Regions from separate parts of the Mus musculus genome. Here region 2 is linked to region 1. The links are chromatin contacts, called in public HiChIP or PLAC-seq maps. All regions are on one chromosome and are shown on one strand. Each heading gives the region's core, a stretch centred on a gene start, on an enhancer-like site or on the middle of the called end of the contact. The rest is flanking DNA. Distances are from core to core; before and after follow the strand shown.

The links. HiChIP or PLAC-seq counts read pairs in DNA pulled down with a chosen protein or histone mark.
Region 2: an HNF4G HiChIP or PLAC-seq map of pancreatic cancer cells shows a contact between it and region 1. The contact joins the enhancer-like site here to the promoter of Tm4sf20 in region 1. A contact is called at or near these places in 7 of 39 promoter capture datasets (the 3T3-L1 cell line, 3T3-L1-derived adipocytes, the C10 cell line and 3 more), 2 of 15 datasets of contacts at CTCF or cohesin (the G1E-ER4 cell line and the NIH/3T3 cell line), 2 of 484 Hi-C or Micro-C datasets (CD4 T cells and bone marrow-derived macrophages), 6 of 115 datasets of contacts at active chromatin or transcription factors (bone marrow-derived macrophages, cardiomyocytes, extraembryonic endoderm stem cells and 3 more) and 5 of 9 other capture datasets (adipose tissue, embryonic stem cells, liver and 2 more).

Annotation. Positions count from the first base shown.
Region 1 is chr1:82,766,350-82,772,436 of GRCm38.p6, reverse strand. Tm4sf20 (transmembrane 4 L six family member 20) reads left to right here and starts at 3,976. Exons shown (of 4, transcript NM_025453.4): 1 at 3,976-4,202. The coding sequence starts at 4,020.
Region 2 is chr1:82,972,560-82,978,950 of GRCm38.p6, reverse strand. No RefSeq gene overlaps it. Among named protein-coding and RNA genes, the nearest start is that of Slc19a3, 63 kb to the left of the region's middle. Within about 2 kb of position 2,985, at least 45 of the 459 cell types and tissues checked have an H3K27ac peak or open chromatin away from gene starts, as enhancers often do. A contact at or near this core is called in pancreatic cancer cells and regulatory T cells, where this site is marked.

The sequences.
Region 1 (6,087 bases), core at 2,727-5,226:
AACACAGGCGTGGTGGCGCACACCTTTAATCCCAGCACTCGGGAGGCAGAGGTAGGTGGATTTCTGAGTTCGAGGCCAGCCTGTTCTACAAAGTGAGTTCCTGGACAGCCAGGGCTATACAGAGAAACCCTGTCTCGACCCCACCCCCCACCCCCACCCCCCAAAAAAAATCATAACACGTGGACACACCTGCTATTGCCTTGGTGACAGATGTCTCTAAGGTAGGGCTTAGTACTGGGCATAGAAGTTATCCGCTGACACAAATCCTGTGGCTATAGTGTAGGTTTCTGCAGGGGCGGGGACTAAGCTTTCCTTGTTCTTCACTCTTGGGTGTACTGCAAAGATCTTCTAACACTGTTTTGTTTTCTTATTATTCCCACTCTCCCACTTATGATCCCATAGAAAGGCACTGCACCATAGGGGATGACTGTCACTTACAACCCAGAGCCACAGGACCAAGGGCTGTCTATATGCATCATTTGTTCAGGTAGATGTCACATGGCAGATAGGACAACAGCAGCCATGTGTCATGGTGAAATTCTGGAAGAGCCCTCTTTCTATTAACTTTTGAGGAGGATATTCACTATCTCTCTTTAAAAAACAAAGCCAAGAAACCTTGCCTATTTATTCTTTGCCGGGCTGGGATCAAACCCAAGCTACTGCACATGTGGGCCAAGTGCACATAGATCCTGGAGATGTTAGTTGTGAGGACTCTGGCTGTCAGGCCCTCAAAAAGTATTACTTTGCATCATCTCTGCTGGGACCAGTGACGGCACAGAGAGGACTTGGAAAAGGGTTGGTCTCACGAGTCCAGTCATGCTAGGCTCAAATAAAAACTTCCTCCAGTGAGACTCTCCTTGGTTGTGCAGACAATAGTATGTTGGCAAACTATTCCAGAACCCAACTGTAAATATGTTTTCAGAACAAATAAACCCAGAGCTAAAAATAAGCTCTTTGTAAGGTTAAAGGTCCCTAAGAAGGAAGTGAACCTGAAGTGCTGAACAATGCTCTCAAGGAAGCTGAGATAAACAATAGAAACCATGTGGGAGATAAACAATAGAAACCACGTGCTAGGGTCATGCCGGCCCCAAGACGGTATATAAACCCCGCCCTCAGCAGAAGGCATCAGATCATCCTCTCCTCTCTCAAGTTGCTCTTCTGTTCATTTGATCCGAGTCCTCTCTACTGACACCATGGGTTGCTGTGGTTGTGGAGGTTGTGGTGGCTGCGGCGGCTGCGGCGGTTGTGGCAGCTGTGGCGGCTGTGGCTGTGGAGGCTGTGGCTGTGGTGGCTGTGGAGGCTGCGGTGGCTGTGGAGGCTGCGGTGGCTGTGGTGGCTGTGGAGGCTGCGGTGGCTGTGGCGGCTGTGGAGGCTGCAACAGCTGTACCACCTACAGGTGCTACCGGGTTCCCTGCTGTGGCTGCTGTGGTGGCTGCTGCGGTTGCTGTGGCTGCTGCAAGCCTGTGGTAGTCTGCTGCTGCCGCCGCTCCTGCTGCCGCTCCTGTGGCTGTGGCTCCTGTGGCTGTGGCTGCGGCTGTGGCTGTGGGAAGGGCTGTTGCCAGCAGAAGTGCTGCTGCCAGCAGAAGTGTGGATGCAAGAAGTGCTGTTGCTAGCATGGCTGCTGGCCCCCTGGCCTCGGGGCCGGTGATGGTTGGACCCAGGCTCATATACTTAGACTTTTAGACTGTATGCCCTATAATCCCTCCCAGTTCACCTATCAAGCTGTAAGGCTTAATAAACATAGCTGAGTAGAACGCGGAAGACTAAAATACGTCTGTGCTGTGCTGAAGATGCCTAGCCATGGATAAATAAGTCAGCCTCCCTGAATTTGCTCATTCATTGATGAAATAATGAAGCTGAACTCAGAATCTCTAAGGACCTCTTCTTCTTTAATAGCATATGCATCTTCGAGTCCTTAAAACTGAACTCAGGGCCCTTCCACCTTTACCCATGGAAGATTTCGCTTCTATTTCTGATATTCATAGTGCATGTATAATGTGAATACAGGGAGCATTATAATGTGTTTATATTTTAGAATCCACCCTCAGCCCACTATGAACGGCCAGTGATAATCTGCAGAAGACTCCCATTAAAGACCTCAGCTGAGTGAAAGCAATGTGAATATATTCTATTATTTTGAAGCACTTGCCTTTCAAGAGATGCATGTATTATATGTCTGCTTACATTGGCTGTATACACCACGTGTTTTAACTTTAAAGTGTTCCCTCCTTCCCCAATGTAATTTATGAATAAAACAATGGAAAATACTGTGTTTCACTGTCTTTGAATTTTTTTTTCAGACTATTGGAACTGATGTTTTGGCAACACAGGTTGCGAACTCCAGGAAAGTTTAAAAATTGAGTTAAAGTTTGACACTGAATATAAGGAAACGAAAGCTACTGAGATTGAGTCAATAGACTCCTGGGTTGTTTTACGTGGGCTAAGGGCTCTCTCCATTTAGTTATTCAGGAGATGGGCTGAAGAAGCTATTGACATGGTCAATGCATGACTTCTTAGATAGTTTAGTTGTTTCCGGTCTATGTGGAAAACAAGGTAGACATAGCCTAGTGCTTGCAAAGCAATGTGGCTTGAAAGTGACATTGTTTTCTTTCCCTCTCTTTCTACTGGTTTGAAGTAGTCACATGGTCTTACTTAGCTGTAAGTGGATAAGTGTGAATAAGTATGGAGATGAATTAATATGAGAGAAAATTCATATATCTTTATATATGTATACCAATATATCAGTGGCTACCTATGCACTATGTGACTCATGATTTTTCAAGACAGCTAAGGCAGCTTTACTACCTATTTATATGCCTTGGATTCTTGCTGGGGTAGTTCAACCAGTCAGGCAGCAGACTGCATGGTTAAGACCTGGCTTGTCATCATGTGAACCCTTTGCATGGGATGGAACTGCAGTGACAGAGGGTTGAGAAGATAGCAGGAGCTGGAGAGTCCTGACTTATCTTACAAATATTACCTGTCCTTCTAGATACAAACATACACATGGTTCAAACTGTTTTCAAACGATCTAATGATGGAACCTAGATACTCTAAAGAGTTTTCTCCAAACATTTGAATAAGACAGCAATAACTGTTTTGTTTGTTATTCATTTCAGTGTCTTTTCAGTTGTCCTCTCTGTAAACAAAGTGGTATTTTCCCCAGAGCCGCCTGCCTTTGAAATCTGGATATGCAGTGACAGGATGGACCTTTATGAGATACACAAAGCAGCACAAACTAAAGGCTTGTTCCTCTGTCTGCTATAGTTGAGGAGGACCATGGCAGACATGGAACCTTCGTCTCCCGTCTAGCCTCTCTGCCATTGCTTTTATCATAGTGTCCATATTTGATCACTTTCCTTCTGGTGCCATTAGTCAAACCTCCCACAGGTTGTAGGTGGGATGTGTACAAAGGATCTACTTTACAAGACTGGGAAAATTAAGGATTAAAAATGCTGCATGTGAGACAATAGCCTGAAATGAAACACTAATATTTAGAGTAATCAGGAATACTTGCAGAGAAGATTGCTTTCCCTAATCTTATACAATGTTCATATTCTTACTGAATAACTCCAAAATAAGGATACTTTATATATAATATCCTTGTATCGTCCAATAATATAAAACTATGAAAAGTAGTTTATTCTAATTGGATATACTTTTTGTCTTCTTAGATTTTTACAAGGCACATCAGTAGAGGAATATTTTAGGAGTTATGCCACACAAGCTTTTTTTTTTTTAAATCAGTTTTTACTTACCTGTATTCATGTGTAAGTTCATCACACAGCAACATTAGATTTTTTTTTCTATCTGTTTCCCTTCATCCTATCATAATATGATTATTGGTTCCCGTCATAATCCTCACAATAACATCCTGCCCTACTGGACTCTGAACTGCTTTCCACAACTCATTTTTCATAAGTGCTAAACTTTAACCAGAACGTTGGGATAAAAGGCCAGGCAGAGAGCTACACGAGCCCAGCCACCCTGAGGAGGTTTCTAACTGAACCAGGAAAACCATGACGTGCTGTGAAGGGTGGACATCCTGCAATGGCTTCAGCCTGCTCATTCTGATCCTGCTAGGAGTGGTTATCAATTGTATACCCCTGGGAATCAGCTTAGTGGAGGCAGACTCGACTTCTCAAAACCCCATCTCCTGCTATGAGTGGTGGTTTCCAGGAATTATAGGAGCAGGTCTGATGGTGAGTAATACCTACATGAACAGACTTGGAGAAGGGTGTCTGATGCCTTTAACTATGACTTTCAGCCTTGCACAGTTAGGAATGTGATTACCATCAATTTATAATGTTACATTGTGAAGAATGATAATTTATGTACAGAAAGCGATGGTCCATCTTAGGGACCTTAAGGCAAAAAGCAGGTTAAGTCGTTACCTATAGCATTTCTTCACAGGTGGGATGATACCTCTGAACTTTATTATTTAACATTAAGGAACTTCAGTTTTTCTTTTTTAAAACATGGTGCTGGCGATGGAACTCGGGGCCTTAACCACTCTGTGGGATATTGTTTAAATCTATTGCCTCTTTTTCTCTGCCCCATCCTGATTTCTAGGTATAGGGAACGTGGCAGCAGTGGGAACTTGCTCTACGGGAATGAGAAGCACCCCTGCGCATGGGTAGCCTTGGAGATGGCATAGTGAGGCTTAGCCTGCTTCTCAAGGGAGCTGGCCTAAGACATAGAGTTCGAAATCCTGGGTCTCTTTTATAAGATGCTTGGCCATGGTCATGGTGTTTTATCACAGCAATAGGGAAGCAACTAAGCCAGTTTCTGACCTCAACAACTTTTGGTTTTGAGTATTACATAGATCCCAGAAAGCTTCAGAGTTCTATAGTCTGATGATGGTGAATGGGTGTTCCTTGTTGAAATCTGATGCAAGGTGGGACAACACAGATTTCATGCGTTCTTAACAGTGAACTATCAGAGTCAGGTTCTCATTGTCTCCTAGAAATTGTGATGCAGCCAGTCTGGGTAGAACACATTTGTAGAATCCAATTTTCAGATCTGGAAGATGCACTCCTAGCAGTGCCCCAGCTGAGACAGGCCATTTAGAAAAACTCAGCTATCTCTAGATATGAATTTGCATTGCTGAAAACACAGGAGAGAATATTTTAAAGCTTTGCTACAAGTAGTAAAGAGCACGAGGTAGTGATGGTACCCATCTACATCTCTTGGGCTTTTTTTTTTTTTTTTTTTTTTTTTTTGAGAAACCAAGGAGCCAGAGACTAAACAGACCAGAAAGGACAGGAGGCATAGAACATTCATTTGTTGACATCTTGCTGGAAAGCCTAGTTTAGCGTACATCCTGCCTAGTTTCCACTCTACAATCATCTGGGCTGCAATTATCACTTGTACTTTATATACCAGAAAACAGAAGGCTGAGAATGTTAGCCAGGTCACACAATGGGTGTGAAACCCAGTGCTAGATTTATCTAATGCCAAAGCTAGTTAAAATACTGTCGTCCTCAATCTCTGCCTCAGGCTCACAGAGGTCAAAGATAAAATCCACAAAGTAAAAGGACCAGGAAGCTGAGTCACACAAAGGCCTACACACCTGGGAAACACTTGAGAGAATCTGGACTCCTTGTCTTGCCTATCTTGCTTCCCTCAATAAATATTAACCAAAGGTCATTAGAGCATCAAACTCATGGAGAAGTCTGATGCTCTCCATACGCAGACCCTCAAGCTGGAGGTTAGCCCGACTAGTAAACAGGTGCTAACAGCAGTGCTCGGAAGGCAAGCATACTTTCATGATCCTTGGCTTCACATAAAAGGATGAATCACATTTTTTTTCCGAGGGGAGTTATGTCCCTTGTGACATCTGTCAACTCACTTCTGCAGACACTTTGTAAAGAAGAATTCACTAAGTGTGTTGAGCATTTGTTTAGTCCTTAAAACTTTTGGCCAGTTGTTACATTTCAAGTTAGCCTCCCTTCAGAAATGGGAATTTTACAGGAAACTGCATATAACACAACCTCAGGGCTCATTACTGATTACTTTATGAAGTCATTTGTTTTATGATTTTATGACCAACCCCAATCAGAGGTGAACCTTTTTATCTTTTGAAAC
Region 2 (6,391 bases), core at 1,736-4,235, 210 kb before region 1:
AGATTCAAAGTCCAAAGACATAGAGTTATGTGGCCTCTGAGTACCAAGGCTTCCTGTTTCTGTTTCCTGGCAGTCTTTCATGTTCTTTCACTTGTAGACATGTCATTCCTGTCTCTACATCAGTCTACACATGGTGGTCATTTTGCTCTGTGTGTCTAACTTAGTTTCTTCTCCATGACTTAGGGTTTGCATAAGGGCACTCATCTTGGTCTTCCCTTTAGCCAAGCCTGGCAACAATCACTAATCTCAGCTGCCTAGGAAGTCAAGTCAGGAGGATCTCAAGTTCAAGGCTAGCCTAGCCTAGCCTAGGTGATTTACTTAAATCCTCTCTCAAAACTAGAAAGTACAAAAAGGTGTGGTGTTATAGCTCAGTGGAACAGCAACTTCCTAGCATGAACAAGGTCTTGGGTTCAACTCCCAATACCGTAAACAAGTACAGGAAGAGTGGGCTCAAAAAGCAAGCTCAGCTCTCTGCTTCCTAACACTTGTCCTGGGCTGGAAACACAGCCAGTGTCCTTCCCTAGTACTAAATGTATTCACACCATTCCAGCACCAAACTTGGGTCCAAAACTGTCATCTGAATGTTATCAGCTCTAAGTCCCAGATCTCTTCATCTAAATCAACTATAGACAGATGCGACTCCTAGCTTCCTTCGGAACCTTCTCCAGCTCTGTAGTTAAAGTCCACAATTCTGTCACCATTGTCAAACAGATATACAATGTTTCAAAAATACTTCTGGCTTTTGCCCATTACCAAAGCCCAAAACCTCTTCCACATTTTAAGTCCTGTTACAGGACACCCCCACTCTTTTGTACCAAAATTGGTATCAAACAATTTCACTCCATTAAAATGAGCTGTTCATGACATCCAAATAGCAAGTTCAGTGGTGCAACTAAAATTCCAGAAGATCTGACCCATGTAGCCAGTGTGTATTAACCAACACTTCCAGAAAAAAAGTACTACTAACACTGAGTCATAAGGAACTGGAATATAGAGACTACTTTCAGCTCTCTTAAAGGTACATCCAGTAAATTACACTATGAAGTCTATACAAAGTCTCAGTCTCTTACAATGTAAAAGATATTTTTATCATAATGCCACATATCATAATACCACAGCTGGGTCAGACATTATGAGATTTTTGTTCTAGCAGCAATTCATTGGTTCTTGTAAATTCCGGGGTGACCGGGTCCACATCATAGAAAGATAACTCCAAACAGAGGCATAGTATTACTCATATGAGATGGCAACCCCAAATCTTCTCCATTTAACACCATCTACTCCACACAAGGAGTAAAGAGAATAATTTTTATCTCTATAACAGTAGGACTCGAACATGTTAAGGCATTTGAGAAAGATCGGGATTAAGTACAACAGGGACAGACACCCTGATGGTCCACATGATGGTTATAGTTTTAGCTGGAATGTTTATGAGCCAGACTCCCTGACTACAGGACAGTAACCCAAAACAATGCTAGGACAGATGACCAACCCTGGACCACTGTTTTCCATGCATCTGGCCTTCTCCTCAAGACTAAGAATGTACAGTATAATATAATTAAGAAAACAATCACAGCATTCATATGGCAACACTTTAACTACAGTCCCAATGACCTTTGTAGAAGTAGGTTTAAAATTAATTAAAATCTGATACCTGCTTGAAGGATGATAATTCAAGCCACTCAAGTGACCTGAGGTTGAACATTCACTGAATTTTTTCACCCTTATAATTATTCCACTCACTTTTTAAAAAGTGGAAAATACCTAAGGATTTGGAACAGAGCCCTTAGGAAGGATTGTCTGAATCTATTATGTCCAATTTTTCACTCCATTCTATTTTAGATAGACCATAGAATCAAAGAATATCATGTTTTGTGTGTCCCCTTAGAGTCATTAATTTTCCATAGATTTGAATCTTTAGTTCAGAGTCTGTGCCCATAGGCAGAACCCTGACTGATGAAATGAGCCCATGCTGTCTTTTGACAGTTAATGAATACACTTGCCATCCTCCTAATACAGGTTCAGAAATACCATGGACAGGATTGCTATAGCCACAAAGACATTTGGCTTTGATAAATGGCCAGCCTAGCCTAGAAAGTGAACTTCTGTTTTAATAAGAAAAGTATTTGAGGAAGAATCTGACATTGTCCTTGTTCTCCGCACTCATTGATGCAAGAGAGTGCATTCATACCTGTACATACAAAAAAATATATATACCACATACATATACCACACATGCACAAAAGAAGGGAGGTGTCCTAGTTAGGGTTTCTACTGCTGTGAAGCAATGCCATAGCAACCCTTATAAATAAAAACAAATTTAACTGGGGCTGGCTTACAGTTCAGAGATTTAGTCCATTATCATCATGGTGGGAAGCATGTTGTTGTGCAGGCAGACATGGTGCTGAGCAAAATAGACTTTAAAGCCCATCCCCACAGTGACACACTTTCTCCAAAAAAGCCACACCTACTCTGATAAGGCCACACCTCCAAACAGTGCCACTCCTTATGGCTAAACACTCAGACATGTGATTCTATGTAGGTCATTCCTATTCAAACCACCACAGGAGGAGGGAAGGAACGAAGAAAAGAAAAAAAAAAAGGAACAAAAATGAATGATGTCCTGTCTGAGCCTCTAGGATACGTTTGATGAGTCAGACACTGTGCTATTCCTGGGGGGATAAAGTTTGTCCCTGCTTTCGAGGAGTCTTTCAACTAACATCAAGATTTGCATATTGGAACATCAGTGCCTTCCAAAAGCATCCAAAGTACAGCTATGCTTATTGATGAAGGTGTAGAGTGTGCCATTCTGGGATGTGTTAACACGGGTAGTCCTCATAGTGTGGTATCATCTCTGCTTTGCAGATGAGGAGTCAGACACAAAGAGAGTCAGGCAGCTGCCAATGGTCCAGGTGTGTAAGTAGCAGAGGTGGCTTTGGGCCTGACTCACTGACTAGAGTGCCTTGCAATAAGATCTTACAGGAAATAGTCTGAACATCGGGAGTGGGCGGAGCTGGAATAGGTCAGAAAGGCTCCAGGAAGGAAGTGGTCAAGGACTGAGTTGTTGACCTTTCTCCTGGAGCTGTTGCCTTTCTATGGAGAGTCACTGTTCTTCATTTAGTCAGCCTGAGTCCTACCGTTGTAACCTCTCACTTCTCGGTCCTAGTAGAGATGTAAGCCCTTATTCCTGTTTCTAATGTTAGAAAACCATTTCTAAAAATATTATTATTTGTGTGTTTACATGAATGCTTGTGTGCATGTATGTGCATTGTGTTTGTGTGTATGTCTGTGTGTGTGTGTGCATGTGCACATGCATACAAGTGCCTTCAGAGGCCAGAGAGAGTATTAGACCCCCTGGACCTGGAGTTACCAATGCTGTGAGCCACTTGACATAGGTGCTGGGACCTGAACTTAGATCTTTTGCGGAAGCAAGCAGCCCTCTCAATCACTGAGCCATCTCTCTAATCCCCTAGAAAGACTCAAGCTTCTTTAGATGTCGGGCAGTTCTCTTTCTGGGGGAAAAAAAGGTGTTAAAATCAAATAGGCATGCCTAGATAGGTGATACTTAAATTAAGTTAGGATACTGATGCTGAGCCAATGTTCGCTTCTAGAATAATGTTTAAGAATGAACCTGGACCTCTGGAAGCTTTCAGACACTAAGCCACCAAGTAGGCAGCAAACACAAGCTGTTCCAAGGCCCCCGACACGTATCTAGCAGAAGACTGCCTGGTCTGGCCTCAGTAGGAGAAGATGTGCCTAATCCTAGAGAGACTTGAGGCTCAAGGAAGGGAGAGGCCTTGTGGTGGGGGAGCACTCTCTCAGAGATGGGAGGGAGGGATGGAATAAGGAGCTGTGTGAGGACGGGACCAGGTAGGGGAGCAACAGCTGGATTGTAAATAAATACGTAAATACATAAATGCATAAATAAATACATAAATGACTAAGGGGTCTACCTGTTCTGTAAATCTTCACCCCCAAAAGCTTTTTATTCACATTTAAATACTCGTTAAAATAAGGTTCTGTGTCATCAGCAACATGGGAAGGAGCTCCTGCCAGCAGCACAAAGCCCAGGCTTACTTAGCAATGTCTGTTGATGCTTCGTCTCCAGTTTAAAGTCTCCAAAGGACGGCCCTGTCCTAAGACCTCCTCATCAGACACATCCCTGGAACTTTTGCTTCCCTAACTCTAAAAAAATAAAAGCCTCTCGTGATATCACACTTATATGCCATTGTCATTGGTAAGGACCAAGAACACAGTTCTATCAGTCAGCGAGCGATCTTCGGTCATCCCCATGGTTGCAGAGGAGTACAGGGGACCGGAGAGGCCCCACATAAGAGGGCGGGGCAGTCAGAGCGTAAACACGGATGTCTGCGCAACTGGCTGTTTATCATGTACCCTGGAGTCCACTGGTGACCACTTTATCCTTACTTCCTTACAGCCGGATAACTGATACTCATTTTATCTCACAGGAAACAGGTGGAGACATTGAGTGACCTATGGTGGCCTCAAAAAGGGCTTTCAGGACTGAAGGTTTCCAGCTAGATGCTGGACTGACTCTTCAAGCCCCTCCTGAGTTCAGCTTGGTTAATGTCCATCAGAAGAGCCATAGTTAGGAAGTTGTTTACATACTTGCCCGTACAGTCTTTCTATTCCCAAGATATTCTATTCCTCACGTTTTGTCACCTTTGAGATAATTTTTAAAGGAGTCTGTGGTAGGTAGCTGGAGATGCAGGCGCAGACACAGTTATGTGATCTGATACACATCGAGCTCTAAAGGAAGAGAAGGCAGAGCTAGGAGCCGCCTTTGAAGCAACCCGGCATTGCACGTGTTTTCCTGACATCAAATGAAGCTTTGAAGTTATTTATTTTAATGTCAAGTTGTGCCACACCCCTCTAGCTATTGACATTGTCAGGGCCCATTGTTGCATTGGTACTCTGGCTTTCCTTTCTTAGTCACTTGACTCCTAGAATCCCATTTTAGAATTCAGTTCCTACTAAACTCATTAGCATCCTAAGTACTGGCTTCTAGAGATAAGGAAGGAGACCCTCTTCTATCCCATAAAATGCTGTCATCTCCGGGGAATGTGCAGAAAAGCAACTAGCTAAAACCTTCTGATTCAAATATTCTTTAGTCTCTTTGTAATACCAAGAACCCTGATTAGTGTCAACTTTTTAGGCAAAACCAAATAGATCTGCTGCTGACATCAGGCCTCCTACATTTAAGCCACATTTTTAAGAAAGCAAGCCAGAACTATAGGAAAGTCACGAATTGCGTGCCCAGCTCAGAGCAAGGAGCACATTATTAGTAAACGTACAGTGTATGTCATAAAATGAGTTTGTCCTAGGGATGTGCTGGATAGCTACAAACATGTGCCCAGTCAGATCAGGACTGAAGTCAGTGTCTCCTATCCTCACACACTGGCATTCTGTCTGGAGAAGGCTTTGTTGTGAGGGCTGTTTGCTGTCCTGAGAGAGGAAGAACCATACAATCAATCACTATAAACCACTAGAGGCCAGCATGTGCCTGGTCATGACAAGTGTGTCTTCAGATATTGCCATGAAAATGAAAATGCAAACAAACAAAAAACCCTGATTGAGAACCATGATATTAAAGTTAGGGTTAGACTGGAACTAAACATTGTTTTTACATAATTCTTATGATAGTGTAGTAAAACTATAAGTCAATTTATCAAAACTTTCCCTACTAAGATGAATGGGGTTTTTTGTTTTGTTTGTTTGTTGTTTTACATTGTTGTTGTTCGCTGTTATCGTTGTTGTTACTGTTGTTATTATTATTATTATTATTATTATTATTATTATTATTAGAGGTGGTGGTGGTGTTGTGTGTGTGCATGTATGTGTGTGTGACATGCACAGCATATATGGAAAAGTCAGAGGACCTTTAAGGAAACATTTCCTGCCTCCAGCCTTACTGACTCAGGGTCTTTCTTGAGACCTGCCACTCTGCAAACACTCTACTTCACATTAGCTGGTCTAAAAACTTGAAAGAGATTCTCCTGCCTCTGCCTGCCTCTCACCTCACTGTAAAAGCACTGGGATTGCAGAACTCTTCCCAGAGCTCAAGCTTAGGTCAGCAGGAGTGTACGGCAAGTGTTGAGCGATCTCATGGGTTCAGTTAGTTTCTGAGAGGGTCTTTCTCTCTAGCCCTAACTGTCCTTGAACTCATGACAACCCATTTCATCCTCCCAAAGTTCAGGGATTACAGTTGTATGCCAGCATTACCAGTTTAGGCAAGGCGACTGTAAAGTTTACCAACATACCTTTCCGTAAAGAAGCTGAAATCCCTTAGTAAATAAACACAGAAGAGAAAGATCTGACACACACACAATAAGAAATCCTGCAGAGAGAGTTCTTGAGAGCAGTCCTTTCA